2 separate regions of the Mus musculus genome follow, and region 1 is linked to region 2. Evidence: chromatin contacts called from public promoter capture Hi-C data. All regions are on one chromosome and are shown on one strand. The core of a region is the stretch at or near the end of the contact, and the rest is flanking DNA. Distances in the headings are between cores, read along the strand shown. Region 1 holds the start of Arhgap9 (Rho GTPase activating protein 9). Region 2 overlaps Os9 (amplified in osteosarcoma).

What was found. Promoter capture Hi-C pulls out the DNA fragments that hold promoters and counts their contacts.
Region 1: a promoter capture Hi-C map of the HPC-7 cell line shows a contact between it and region 2. The contact joins the promoter of Arhgap9 here to the enhancer-like site in region 2. A contact is called at or near these places in 15 of 39 promoter capture datasets (the 3T3-L1 cell line, the C10 cell line, the HPC-7 cell line and 10 more), 1 of 15 datasets of contacts at CTCF or cohesin (large pre-B cells), 15 of 484 Hi-C or Micro-C datasets (B cells, the Ba/F3 cell line, CD4 T cells and 8 more), 22 of 115 datasets of contacts at active chromatin or transcription factors (the 230-238 cell line, the HPC-7 cell line, the SCID.adh cell line and 15 more) and 4 of 9 other capture datasets (adipose tissue, embryonic tail, liver and 1 more).

What each region holds. Positions count from the first base shown.
Region 1 is chr10:127,319,379-127,325,884 of GRCm38.p6, reverse strand. It overlaps Arhgap9 (Rho GTPase activating protein 9), which reads right to left and starts at 3,921. Exons shown (of 16, transcript NM_001285785.2): 1 at 3,454-3,921; 2 at 2,995-3,191; 3 at 686-766; 4 at 255-362; 5 at 1-41. The coding sequence starts at 3,769.
Region 2 is chr10:127,099,175-127,105,236 of GRCm38.p6, reverse strand. It overlaps Os9 (amplified in osteosarcoma), which reads left to right. Exons shown (of 15, transcript NM_001171026.1): 6 at 4,942-5,152; 7 at 5,246-5,347; 8 at 5,530-5,624; 9 at 5,780-5,834. Among named protein-coding and RNA genes, the nearest start is that of Gm40799, 13 kb to the left of the region's middle. Within about 2 kb of position 1,381, at least 65 of the 459 cell types and tissues checked have an H3K27ac peak or open chromatin away from gene starts, as enhancers often do. A contact at or near this core is called in ECoMG-derived neutrophils, the G1E-ER4 cell line, the HPC-7 cell line and 4 more, where this site is marked.

The DNA of each region.
Region 1 (6,506 bases), core at 2,672-5,171, 220 kb before region 2:
TGAGCAATCTTGGTCATGTTGAGCAGGCCTGACCTTTCTTCCTGGGAAGGGTATGGAGTACCGTCTGTAAGCCACCCTGTGCCACCCACAGCCGCCAGAGTTTCTAAGGAATCTACCAGAAGTGGGGACCGTTAAAGTTTGGGGTGGGGGAGACCAGAGAAGCGCAAACACCCAGAAAGAAAATGCTTCAGAGGAGCAGGTGTTGCAGGGTTATGCAGAAAGGATCTTGGCATTCGAAGACAGGAAGTACTCACCACGTGGGGGTCATCCAGGAGCTGTGGCAGAGCTGAACAGGGCCTCAAGGCTCCCGGCTGTTCAGAGAGAGCAAGCCATGGGACGCTTTGGCTGAGGCTTGGTAAACCCTGAGGGTGGGAGATTGAAACAGGAAGAAGAACCTTCGGTTTAGAGGTCCCAGGCCGTAGAAGGAATAGGGGAAAGGTCATAAAAAGTTAACTTTGGGGGCTGGAGAGATGGTTCAGCGGTTAAGAGCACTGACTGCTCTTCCAAAGGTCCTGAGTTCAAATCCCAGCAACTACATGGTGGCTCACAACCTATCTGTAAAGAGATCTGATGCCCTCTTCTGGGGTGTCTGAAGACAGCTATAAGGTACTTACATATAATAAATAAATCTAAAAATATAAATTTAACTTTTTAACATGTGACTGAGAAGTGGGAGGGTTCTCACCTGTGGATCGAGCCATTCCTGAGGCTGTAGGGCACTGCTGTCCCTAGTCAAAGTCTCTGTCTGCTCCATGGAGCCCGGTTTCTGAGTTTAGGGGAAGACAAAGCAACATCTGGATGCTACCTCCACTGTTCTTAACACTTCTCACAAAATTCCTCTTTCTTCTGACCTTCTGAGAGCCCCAGAGAGAAACGGAGAACAGAAGATGGAGGGGAAACAGGAGGGGAGGGCCGCACACGAGCGCCATCCCCAGGTGGGGTCCAGGCGCTACTGGCATTGTTAGGGCCGAAGTCTGTGTCCTGGCAGCTCTAGAAATCTAAGCTCTGTTAATTGTCCCCAGTAATCAATCAAAGAGACAATGCTAAAGGACAAAGAAAGATATATGTGGGTTTAGAGCACTGGCTACCTTCTGGAGGGGCGGGGCGGGGCGGGGCGGGATGGGGAGGGGCGGGTGCTGGCTGGGTTTTCAACATCCTCATTAGGGCTGAAGTTTGCTGTAAATCCAGTTCCAGGAGGCCTGACACCCTCTTCTGGCCTCTGAGAGCACTGCATGCAGGTGTTAATAGGAGCATACATGCAGGCAAAACACCTATACATACAAAATGTGGCCGCAGTGAGAGCAGATCAGTCTTATAAATAGATCCGATGATCCCCAATTCTGCTTTTAGGGTTCTAACATGCAGTTCAGGTTTGAATAGGTTTAGTCAAGCGGTAATCACAAAGCCAGGCATGGTGATGCCCACCTTCAATCTCAGCACTTGGGAGGCAAAGACAGACAGATCTCAGTGAGTTCAAAGCCAGCCTGGTCTTCATAGTGAGTTTCAGGGGAGCCAGAACTAGGAGCTACATAGGGAGACCCTGTCTCAAAAAAAAAAAAAAAGGTAATTGTAATTAGGCAGTCCTGGTAAAGGCATGGTCCTTGTTCATCTTTGTCCCAGCTCCGTCTCTGCCACAGGAAGGTCTGAAGAGGTGTCAGAACACTGTGAACCGTCTTCCTGGGAGACAAGTTCCGTTTCTGGCTGGGATCAGGACCCCAACCTTGTATTCCCCAGCATAAGACTCTTGGGGTAATTCTAATTCCTTGGGGTCCATGCCTCAATGGTCTGAGAGCTGAAGAAAGAGACACTCAGTGCCTTTCTCTTTAGAATTCTGTTGGGAGCTGCTCGCAGCCATTCAGCCTCCTGTAATGCATGCGAGGGGATGCAAGGGCTTCGGACCAGGGACCCTGGACGTCGGAGAAGGCCCGCCAGATTACAGTACACAGGGAGCTGTGACAGGATGTGATCCTGCCTGCCCCAGGAGCGAGAAGCTGGGAAAGAGGAGAAAACTTATTCTGCCCCTGTCCCTCCCGATCTCTCTCCCATTTACTCACGGTCAGCTCCGGGCCCGGGGGGGGCCCTGGTACATGGGTAGAAACCCCAGTCCCTGGCTGTTTTTTAAAAAATTCTTCCCCTCACAGTCTTTGCTCTTCTCCTCACTTCCTGTTGCCAACTTCCCTCCTCCCCCACGCAACCCCGCCCCAGAGCTGCAGGAAAGGGGAACAGGCTTTTTTTTTGGGGGGGGGGAGGAGAGAGTGACCTGTCCTCACACCATCGAGAGTAAAAGAAGACACCAAGAAGTGAGAGACTACGCTAGAGCTAGGGAAGAGAAAGACTTGTTATACACCCGTGAAAGAGAGAGTGTACACTGGGCTTGCTCGTAATCCCAGCAACCCCAGCGTTTGGGAGGCTGAGGCAGGACAGCTGCTGGAGTTTGAGGTCGGTCTGAACTACAAAAGGAAGCGGGGCGAGTTGGGCCTACTGCGGACTAAGACCCCTGGCTCAAAATACAACTGACAACAGAGTGGGGGAGGGGCTGACCAAGGCACTCAGTGTTAGAAGGAACTTGCTAGTGTCCTGACTTGAAGACAGGACTTTAGGACAAACCTTGCCCTGGGCTAGGAGTTAGAACTGGAGAAAAGCAGTCTGCTGACATTCCTTTGGCTGTACTGGATACCCTGTTCCTCCAGGGCCTCTGTAACTCGACTGTCCTTTCTCATCCCCTACGTTGCTTATGGCCACTCTTCCTGCTCCTGCGAGATCTTCTCAGAGCACCTCAGCCTCTTCTCCTCATTGTGTCCATCTGTCCCCCTCTCCCCTCCTCTCTGATCTTTAAGGGAGGGGTGTTGTCTGTGTCCCCCTCTCCTACCTTCAGTACTTAAGGGAGGGAGGCTGTGTCCAGTTCACCACTTCACATAGATCCCGCCCCACCCTGCTGTAGTGCAGGCGGCCGACCAAGCTCTGAGTTATGCTCCAGGAAGCTCTGTAACTCACCACAGCAACTTCTGTCATCCACCAGTGAGACCTTTCTCCTGGCCCTTCCTTGAAGGATTTCAGGGAGCAGGCCTTCACATTGCCCGTGCTGACACTTTTGCACATCTTGTGGGGATGGTGAAGAGGCTGCCCAGAAGCAACCTGGGGTTCCTGAGGCAGATAGAGCTCCTCCAGGGAGCCATGATACAGCTTTGTCCCTGGAAAGAGAGATGTGAAGGAGTGGCAGGTGAGGACAGATATGACCTTGGGAATTGTCTAGGAATGCAGGGCAAGGCTGCCGGGAAGTGACACGGGCCCTAGAGCTAAGAGTGTAAAGGGGACGCCACAGTGGCTTGGGTGAGAACTAGGCTTATCAAAGGAGTCCGCAGAAGGTAAGACAGAGTAGTGCTCTCAGCGCTCAAGCGGGAAGAGTCAGAGAGTCGGAAAGGTGAAGAGGGGGGAGGCTCAAAGCTTACTTACCAGGAGTCCAGAGGGAGCTGTTGTAGGTAGTGTCTGCTGGGTTGTGGCAGCAGATTGATTCCTCTGTCATGTATGCAGCTGGAACAAAGATGGGCCGAGAGCTGGGGGGTGCGCCCAGACGCCTCGCCAGCCACCAGTCTGAGTTGGTCTTTCGAAGCAGTAGGAACCTGTCACCTTCAGCCAGAGACACCTGCCGGCCATCTGCCCCAGTGTAAGTGAACGGATAGAGGGCGCAGAGCTGGGGTCCCTGAGAAGGGCTTTGTAGACTCAGCCCTAGATTTCCCCAGATACTTGGCCACCACCGGCCTGAGAACATGGTGGCTGGCACTGTCACCTATAGGAAAAGGGGGTGCTGAAGTTCCAGAAGGAAATAGGAGCTGGTGCCTCCGTACAGAAGGGCATGGTTTGAAGAGTGTGTGTGAGCGTGTGTGTTTTTGTGTGTGTGTGTGTGTGTGTGTGTGTGTGTGTGTGTGTGTGTGTGTGTGTGCAGGACCCTTAGGGCGAGAGGAAGAGGGGAGAGAGATCAGCACAGGTTTGGGGGGGGTCCAACTTCTGTGTGATGTGTCTGTTGAGGAAGTGTATAAATAAGGTGAGAGAGGATGTGGTCAGCAGCCTACCCAGCAAGCAAGGCAGGGAATCTGAGAAGACAACCTAGCTTGGTGATCTTTAGATACCTTGTCGAGGTTACCTGATGTTCCAGGGTCAGAAAGACCTGATCCTGGATGTTGAAGGGAGCCCTGAGCTGCACATAAGGAGGAAGAGGAGGAGGAGGAGGAGGAGCCAGGCTAAGAGCAGAACACAGACAAAAGTACAGGTGACAATGATGAAGGGAAGGTTATGCCATGACCCGTTTTTAAGCTCACACAGGCCTCAGTGTTCCTGTGACCACCCAAACTGCCTCAGACTCGAAGCTTTGTGTTTCCTGTGCAGACAGACAACCAGAAAAACTAAAAAAACAAGCGAGCAGGAAAGGAAAAAAGAAGAGTGCATATCTCCTTCAGCCCCGTCTAGGACACATTAGGGCGCATGATCTATGCATCAACCTTCTGGAGGGGTCCCCGGGTTTATTATGGGGCTCCGTCCATTTGCAATTCTTGTTGTATGTGTGAGTGTTTGGTCTGTGTGTATGTCTCAGCACCATCCAAATGTCTGCTGCCCAAGGAGGCCAGAAGACGGTGTTGGATCCCTGGGATCAACAGTTACAGGCGGTTGTGAACCCTCATGTGGGTACTGGGAATTGAACCAGGGTTCTCTGGAAGAGCAGCCAGAGCTCTTAACTGCCAAGCCATCTCTCCAGCCTTTTTTATTTCTATGCTTAACAAGAACTGGTTGAGGACTGTCTCCTGTGTGGAAGGAGCCGTCAAGAACTAGAAATGACAAAGGGATGAGCTCCTTAGCAGCTTAGGGGGCCAGACCTTAACTGACCTTAACACAGGAAATTTACTAACTGCAGCTGAATTGGAGACCGTGCACACACGGTACAGAAGTCGATGTAGTGGCTCACGCCTTCAACCCAGCACTCAGGAGGCAGGGGCAGGTGCATCTCTATGAGTTTGAGGCCAGCATTATCTACATAGTGAGTTCTAGGGCTGGAGAGATGGCTTGGTGGTTAAGGGCACTGACTGCTCTTCCAAAGACCCTGAGTTCAATCCCCAGTAACCACATGGAGGCTCACGACCATCTGTGATGGGATCCGACACCCTCTTCTGGTGTGTCTGAAGACAGCTACAGTGTACTCATAATAAATAAGTAAATAATTCTTTTTTTTAAAAAAGATTTATTTATTTATTATATGTAAGTACACTGTATCTGTCTTCAGACACTCCAGAAGAGGGCGTTAGATCTCATTACCGGTGGGTCACCATGTGGTTGTGGGATTTGAACTCAGGACCTATGGAAGAGCAGTCAGTGCTCTTATCTGCTGAGCCATCTCGCCAGCCCATAAATAATTCTTTTTTAAAAACAAACAAACAAACAAACAAACAAACAACATCTAGTTAGTTCCAGGACAGCCAGAGCTATATAGTAAGACTCTGTCTCAAAAATAAATAAAAACATCATGAGAGGTGTTTGGAGACTGACGTCACCTGATGTCGCCCTTTCCCTAGCCGGCAGAGGAACTGACTAGCCTGGGAGTGCCGAGCATCAGAAGCAAACTTCTCAATTCTTTGCTTTTCCTCCACTGAGTGGTGTAAGGTTTTTAGTTTCTGCTTGCAGAGCTGGAGTAGAGGGTGAGTGCCTCTTCGCTCTGGTGATGCGAGACAGCCAAGCCAGCTCCCCTCCCCTGACGTAATCCAAGGTCTGACAGGCTGGTCCTCACCCTCCAGGACCTACTCCCTTAGGTTCTCTCTGTTTCACTGTGGGAAGCATGCCCCCTTCTCTTCCTTCCCTTATCCAGAGGCTGATTTTACCTGTGTGTTCATTCAGATATTTAAAATTATCTTTTTGTTTGCTTGTCTTTCAAGACAGAGTTTCTCTGTGTAACAGTCCTGCCTGGCTGTCTGGAACTAGCTCTATAGACTAGGCTAGCCTGGAACTCACAGAGATCCACCTGCCTCTGCCTCCCAGTGCTGGGATTCAGAACTACCCATCATACCTGACAAAATTAGCTTTCTGTTTGTCTGTTTGTTTGTTTGATTTAAATTATTTTTTCTGGCCCGGCTCACTCCAGCCTATCTATTTATTATATATGAGTACACTGTAGCTATCTTCAGACACCCCAGAAGAGGGCATCAGATCTCATTACAGATGGTTGTGAGCCACCATGTGGTGGCTGGGATTTGAACTCAGGACCTCTGGAAGAGCAGCCAGTGCTCTTAACCCCTGAGCCATCTCTCCAGCTCCCTCCCCCCCCCTTTTTTTTTTTTCCGAGACAGGGTTTCTTTGTATAGCCCTGGCTGTCCTGGAACTTACTTTGTAGACCAGGCTGGCCTCGAACTCAGAAATCTGCCTGCCTCTGCCTCCTGAGTGCTGGGATTAAAGGCGTGAGCCACCACGCCCAACTCCCCCTTTTGTTTTTAAATTAGCTTTTTTTTTAAAAGCCAATATTATTA
Region 2 (6,062 bases), core at 132-2,631:
ACCTGCGAGCTCTTTCCAAGTCAGTAGCTAAGGAGCTCCAACTGTCTTGTACAGCCAAGGCTTTACTGTCCCACGCCCGCAGCCTCACATCTGAGCGGTCCTGGGGGTTGGGTGGGTCTATCTTAAGTCTTTCATTAACACAGAAACGCTACCACAAATGGTCCTCTTGTACCTGCAGAGTGTATATCCAGCTCAGGAACCGCTCTCTGCCCAACATGGAAGGATGCTGGTCTCTGTACAGCCTGCCAGCCTGCTCTATTTTTAAACTTTAGGAATTTGGCTAATCATTGGCTATGCATCAGATAAAGAATGTTTTTGTTTTTGTTTTTTCCGAGACAGGGTTTCTCTGTATAGTCCTGGCTATCCTGGAACTCACTCTGTAGACCAGGCTGGCCTCGAACTCAGAAATCCGCCTGCCTCTGCCTCCCAAGTGCTGGGATTAAAGGCGTGCACCACCACCGCCCGGCTATAAAGAGTGTTTTTAGGATGGCTTTATTTTGTATTTCTCTAAGACTTGTGAGGTTACTTGTCTTTAAGAATCTCTTGTCAGCTCAGCACTGAGGAATCAGAGGCATAAAGATCACCATGAGTTCAGGCCAGCCTGCTTTAAATACAGAGTTCCAGGACAGCCAGGACTACGTCGGGAGACAAACAAACAAACAAGAATCTCTCGTCCCCTTTACACTGTTTTGTTTTGAATTTTTGAGACAGGGTTTCTCTGTGTAGCTCTGGCTGCCCTGGAACTCATGCTGTAGACCAGGCTGTCCTTGAACTCAAAGAGATCCACCTGCCTCTGCCTCCCGTGTGCTGGTTAAAGGCGAGTGCCACCAAGCTCGGCACCTTTACACTTTAACCATGATTCCCTTTGCCAGTTCCCTGGTGACTTGTCCATTCACGTATTAGAGACCATTCTGGTGGCTATTTTCATAGCCCTCTTTCTCCTTGGTACTGGGGGTTGAATGACTCTGGCTTCGAGCTAAGCAGAGACTGCACTTCCGGCCAATCCTGTACCGTCCTGAGTTTACACAGCTCACTCACTTCCAGGCTCCTCTCCCAAACCTGCTCTAAAAGCTTTCGCTTTGCACAGGTCACCACTTGGTTGCTCTCCTCCAGTTTGAACGTGTAGCGTTTACATTTTCGGTAGAGTCTTAGTGTACATGTAAACACATTTACTTTTGCTGTCTTTGGTTTGATCGGGGAGGGTTTGCTTGTTTGTAACCTTAGCCTCGCAGTGCTGGGGCAAGGGCACATGCGATCGCTCTTTCCCGTCCAAGTTCTGTGCTGTGTGAATGACTTTTTTGTTGCGTCTGCTTAGGTCTTGGTCTGTTGTCTCCCTGGATTTTACCGTAGAGGTTGTTGGTTCCCCACAGAAAGCCACAGGAATAAGGAACTGGCCACTTCCTGTCAGTCCTCAGGAACTACTCTGGGCCCATCTTGGTGCCACAGTGTCTTCCTCTTTGCCCCGTTTTTCTTCCTTATCTTTCTTTACCTGCTCAGGAAGCTGTCTGGCTCTTAGATCTTCCCCACCATCAATCTGAGTGTTAATCCTCCTGGCAGGAATCTTGCCTGTGACTTTTAAACAAACACCACCAGCAGCCTGTGGCACTGTAGACTCCAGTTTTGCATGGTAACATTTACGCGTGTCCTTTGCTGAATGGTCCTTGTTCCCTTGGGGTCTAAATGACCCTTCTTGTAGGTTTGCATGTAAATGGTCAAAGGAAAGACTGTTCCAAAAGCCAGGAGAACTCCTGGCGGTGCCCCTCCTCTTTCCGCTGTTTTGGCCGTTTTGGTAAATTCCCAGGCCAGCTCAGCAGGAACCCTCTTTGTGTAGCCCAAGTCCAGGCTTGCACACACAGGACTCACAAGAACCAAAGAACCAACCGATGGGCCAGTTGTAAGCACATTTCTCTGACTCTGAGGCCAAGCCAGACAGCATAAGCTTGAGTGTTGGGATAGGTGGATGAACACACATTCACTTCAGTGTGACACATATTGCTGCCAAAGGGTGAGAGCCAGGACACACAGTGGATGCCTTGTGACTCAGACTGACTGTGGCCAGGTGGGGCTAGGCAAGACCAGTCATCCTAGATAATTCTCGAAGTGGCTGCTAGTTCCCTGGATTTGGGTGGGTTTTGTTGTTTGCTGATTGTTTGTTTGTTTGGTGGACAGTCTCTATAGCTCAGGCTAGCTCAGGCTAGTTTAAACTGTTATGAGGCTAAGGATGACCGTGAACTCCTAATCTCCCCCCCCCCCCCCCCAGTGCTGGAATCATAGGTGTTGCCGTCGTCGTCGTCGTCGTCGTCGTCGTCGTCGTCGTCGTCGTCCTTCTTCTTCTTCTTCTTCTTCTTCTTCTTCTTCTTCTTCTTCTTCTTCTTCTTCTTCTTCTTCTTCTTCTTCTTCTTCTTCTTCTACCTGTTTTTTAAAGATTGATTTATTTATGAGTACACGGTCACTGTCTTCAGACACACCAGCAGAGGGCATAGGATCCTATTTCAGATGGTTGTGAGCCACCATGAGGTTGCTGGGAATTGAACTCAGGACCTCTGGAAGAGCAGTCTGTGCTTTTTAACTACTGAGCCATCTCTCCAGCCCCAGGCTTGTTATTCTTTTAATGTGATATTTGCATTTGAAAGTGAAGTTTCTCAAGTTACCGACTTCTGCCTTCTCACCGTGCTAGGCATGGTTAAATGTTCACTTATAATTTTACTACCTGAAAGACCAGACAGCAACACAATACAAGGCTGCTGTCCAGTGCTGGAGAGTAAACTCATGCTGGACAAGCCGCTGGCCCAAGCCTCCATCTCAAAGAGACAGACTGTATTCTATCATTCACATTTTCAATTTCATGCCAAGTTAGCCAAACATTTTCCAAGGGTAAAACTCTCACCACAGTGGCAGATTTGGCCATTTTAATGTCCTCTTCATTTAATATATTAATAATGTTTAATGTATTAATGTTTTAGTTTGAAATTATGCGACTTGTTGGTCATGTACATCCCCACGATCCAGAGTGACCCAGAGTCTCAGGACATAGCAGAGGCTGGCTTTGAGTTCAGCCTCCCAGTCCCCTGAGGACTGGCGCGTGTACCTCAGTTTGTTAACTTGAATGTGGCTGTGCACTTACCATGCTGTGTGTGGAGGCCAGAGGACAACTTCAGGTCTTGGTCCTCACCTTCCGTCCCATTTGAAATAGGATACTTTCGTTTGCTGCTTTGAATCTGGGGCTAGCTGGCACACAGGCATCCAGGGATTCTGTCTCTGCCTCCCACCCTACTGAGGGAGTTCTGCCATGGTTTGGAGATTCCAGGTTAGGTGCTCGTTTGCCCTTTCATGGCAAGTGCTTTACCCGCTAAGCCGTCCGTCTCATCAGGACTCATGAGCTGACCTGTAATAGTCCTTCCTACTCACCACCTTTTAACTTTCCAGCTGTCCCCCACCATTGTGTTAATAAAGTTATGCTAATCTCAGAAAAGTTTTAAAAAGTCAGTGCTATGGGATAGCTCAGTAGTTAACAGTTCTTATTGCTAAATCCAAAAGGCTGGGTTCAATCCCAGAGACCCACAGGCCATCCTCGGACACGCACAGACACACACACATATACATTCACATATACACACACACACACACATGCACATACACTCTCACATATACACACTCACACATGTACACACATGCACACATACACATATGCACATGTACTCTTGTACACATATACACACTCTCACACACACACGCGTGCACCCACATGTACATAGACGTGCACATACATCCCTGTTTGACCTTCTGAGGTTTAACATTTTTTTCAAGCTAGCAGCTCTGTTTTCCAAGCCCACAGTGGTCTGAGAGGTTTTTCAGTTTCCGGATCCTGGCCAGTGTGTGGTGTCACCTTCCTCAGGGTAGAACCGGTAGTGAGTGTGATGGAGTGTCATCTCCTGTGGTTCCAATGGGCACTTCCTGGACAGGGTCAGGGTCAGAGCTGCTCTTCTCTAAAGCAGTATCTGGTTAGCTCTTTCCATATTTTAAATTGGTTATTTGTGTTTTTATTATTACAATGCAAACGTTTTCTTTCCTTCTTTAATTTTATTTGTTTGTTTGTTTATTTTTGTGACAGGATCTTGCCCTGTCACACAAGCTAGCCTTGAACCCAGATTCTCCCGTCAGCCTCCCTAGCGTTAGGTAATAGTTACAGCCCACATGGCGCTCCTACGCCTAAGCTCACTAGTTTAATTCGTTTGCTTTTTCAAACCATAGCCCAGGTTGGTCTTGAACTTACAGCAGTCGTCCAGCATTGGCCTCCTGAGTGAAGTGGGTATAGGTTTGCCCCCAGTGTGCTTAAACACAAAAGGAAGACTTTGTGAATGCATACTGTCCTTGCTCAGGGGCCACGCTAGTATCTGTGTCTCTCTAGTCTTTGTGCTGCTGGGTAGAGCGCACGCCACAGCACACATGTGAGTGTCAGAGGACAAGTGAGAGTCAGTTCCCTCCGTCCACTTTGTGGGGCACTGGGGGTCAAGGCCAAGCCGTTGGTTGGTTGTCACAAGCCATTAGGCTTGGTGGCAAGCACCTTTACCCTCTGAGCCACCTCAGCAGCTCCAACACACCATGTTTACACAGGACAAGGGACTGATGGAAAGGCAGATTGCTGACGTACAATGAAGTTGCCTAACTTATCTTCCGTTTTTGCCACTTATCAGCTGGCCACCTGAGTGAGGGTCTAAACTGCATGGCTTGATAAGTTTCCTTGTCCTGGGCGACCGAGCTGGGGTGCTAATGTCTTCCTTGCTGGATCTTTGTGAAACCCTGAATCTGTGTAGCATGTCATGTGTACAGCCGTGGTCCTGCGTCCAGCACGGTGTGTCCTGGTGTCCTGTGTAAGAATCCAAGAACCATAGGTGTTTTGGTGGATCTTACAAGTGAGCCTCCCTTCTTGCCCTGCCACAGTTCCTGTGTGACGAGGGTGCGGGCATATCTGGGGACTACATTGACCGAGTAGATGAACCCGTCTCCTGCTCCTACGTACTGACCATTCGCACGTCAAGGCTCTGCCCGCATCCTCTCCTCCGGCCACCAGCCAGCGCTGCCCCACAGGCCATTCTTTGTCACCCAGCCCTGCAGCCTGATGAGTACATGGCCTACCTCCAGAGGCAAGCTGGTGAGTACTCAGGACAGCGAGGAGAGGTGGGGACGAGACAGGCGAGCACACACGTTGATGGGCCCTGGCCTGTGCTCACTGTTTTTCTGGTAGAGTCAAAGCAGCATGAAGAGAAAACCACAGAGGAAGTCCAGGACACAGACCGCCAAGTGTGGAGTGGGAGCAAGGCTGCCGGAGCACCCCCAAAGAAAGAAGGTGGGGTGCGGCCTTGGCCAGCCTGATGCTGGCCTCTACCACCTCCCTCCCACCCCCAACCCCATCTTCCTGTCCGATTCGACAGTTGTGAGTGGCAGTATAAGAGGGAGTGTGTTCCCTCCACCTTTGCTTCCTCCTTCTCTCCCCCCTTCCCACATTCTCCTCTGTTCTCCGTACCCCAGATGTCAGCCCAGCCAAGGAAGAGAAGGAATCAGAGCTCTGGAAGCTTCAGGGGCCAGAGGAGCAGGCAGCAGCAAGAGAGGAGGCGCAGGCAGGGGTGAGACCAGGCCTCTCCGCTGGCCCCGACGAGCCTGGACTCGGGCCCTGGGATGGGTAGGGTCTACGAGGTGGCTTCTGTCTGTCTTGGGGTGAAAGGAGCATGGAGGGCAGAGGCAAGCCCTCACTCCTGAGTCTGCCCTTCCTCCTCATCAGGAACAGGACCTGAACCACGAGGCCGCAGCAGATCCAGCTCCAAGCCCTCCCAATGGTCAGTCAACCCCGTGTCTCCCTTAGCTCTTAGGTGGGGTAGAGCTGAGCTACTCAGGGGAGGTCGGGAGCCTGGCAGCAAGTCCACTCTTCCCCGCCTCCCTGTGTCTCCTGGTGCCAAGAACTGAACGCAGACTCTTGCACACTTGATGTTTCCCTCTGAGCCCTCCACCTGCCTGGCCCCAGCTAGCTCACTGTTAGCTTCTTTCTGATCAGCAGGACCACTTAA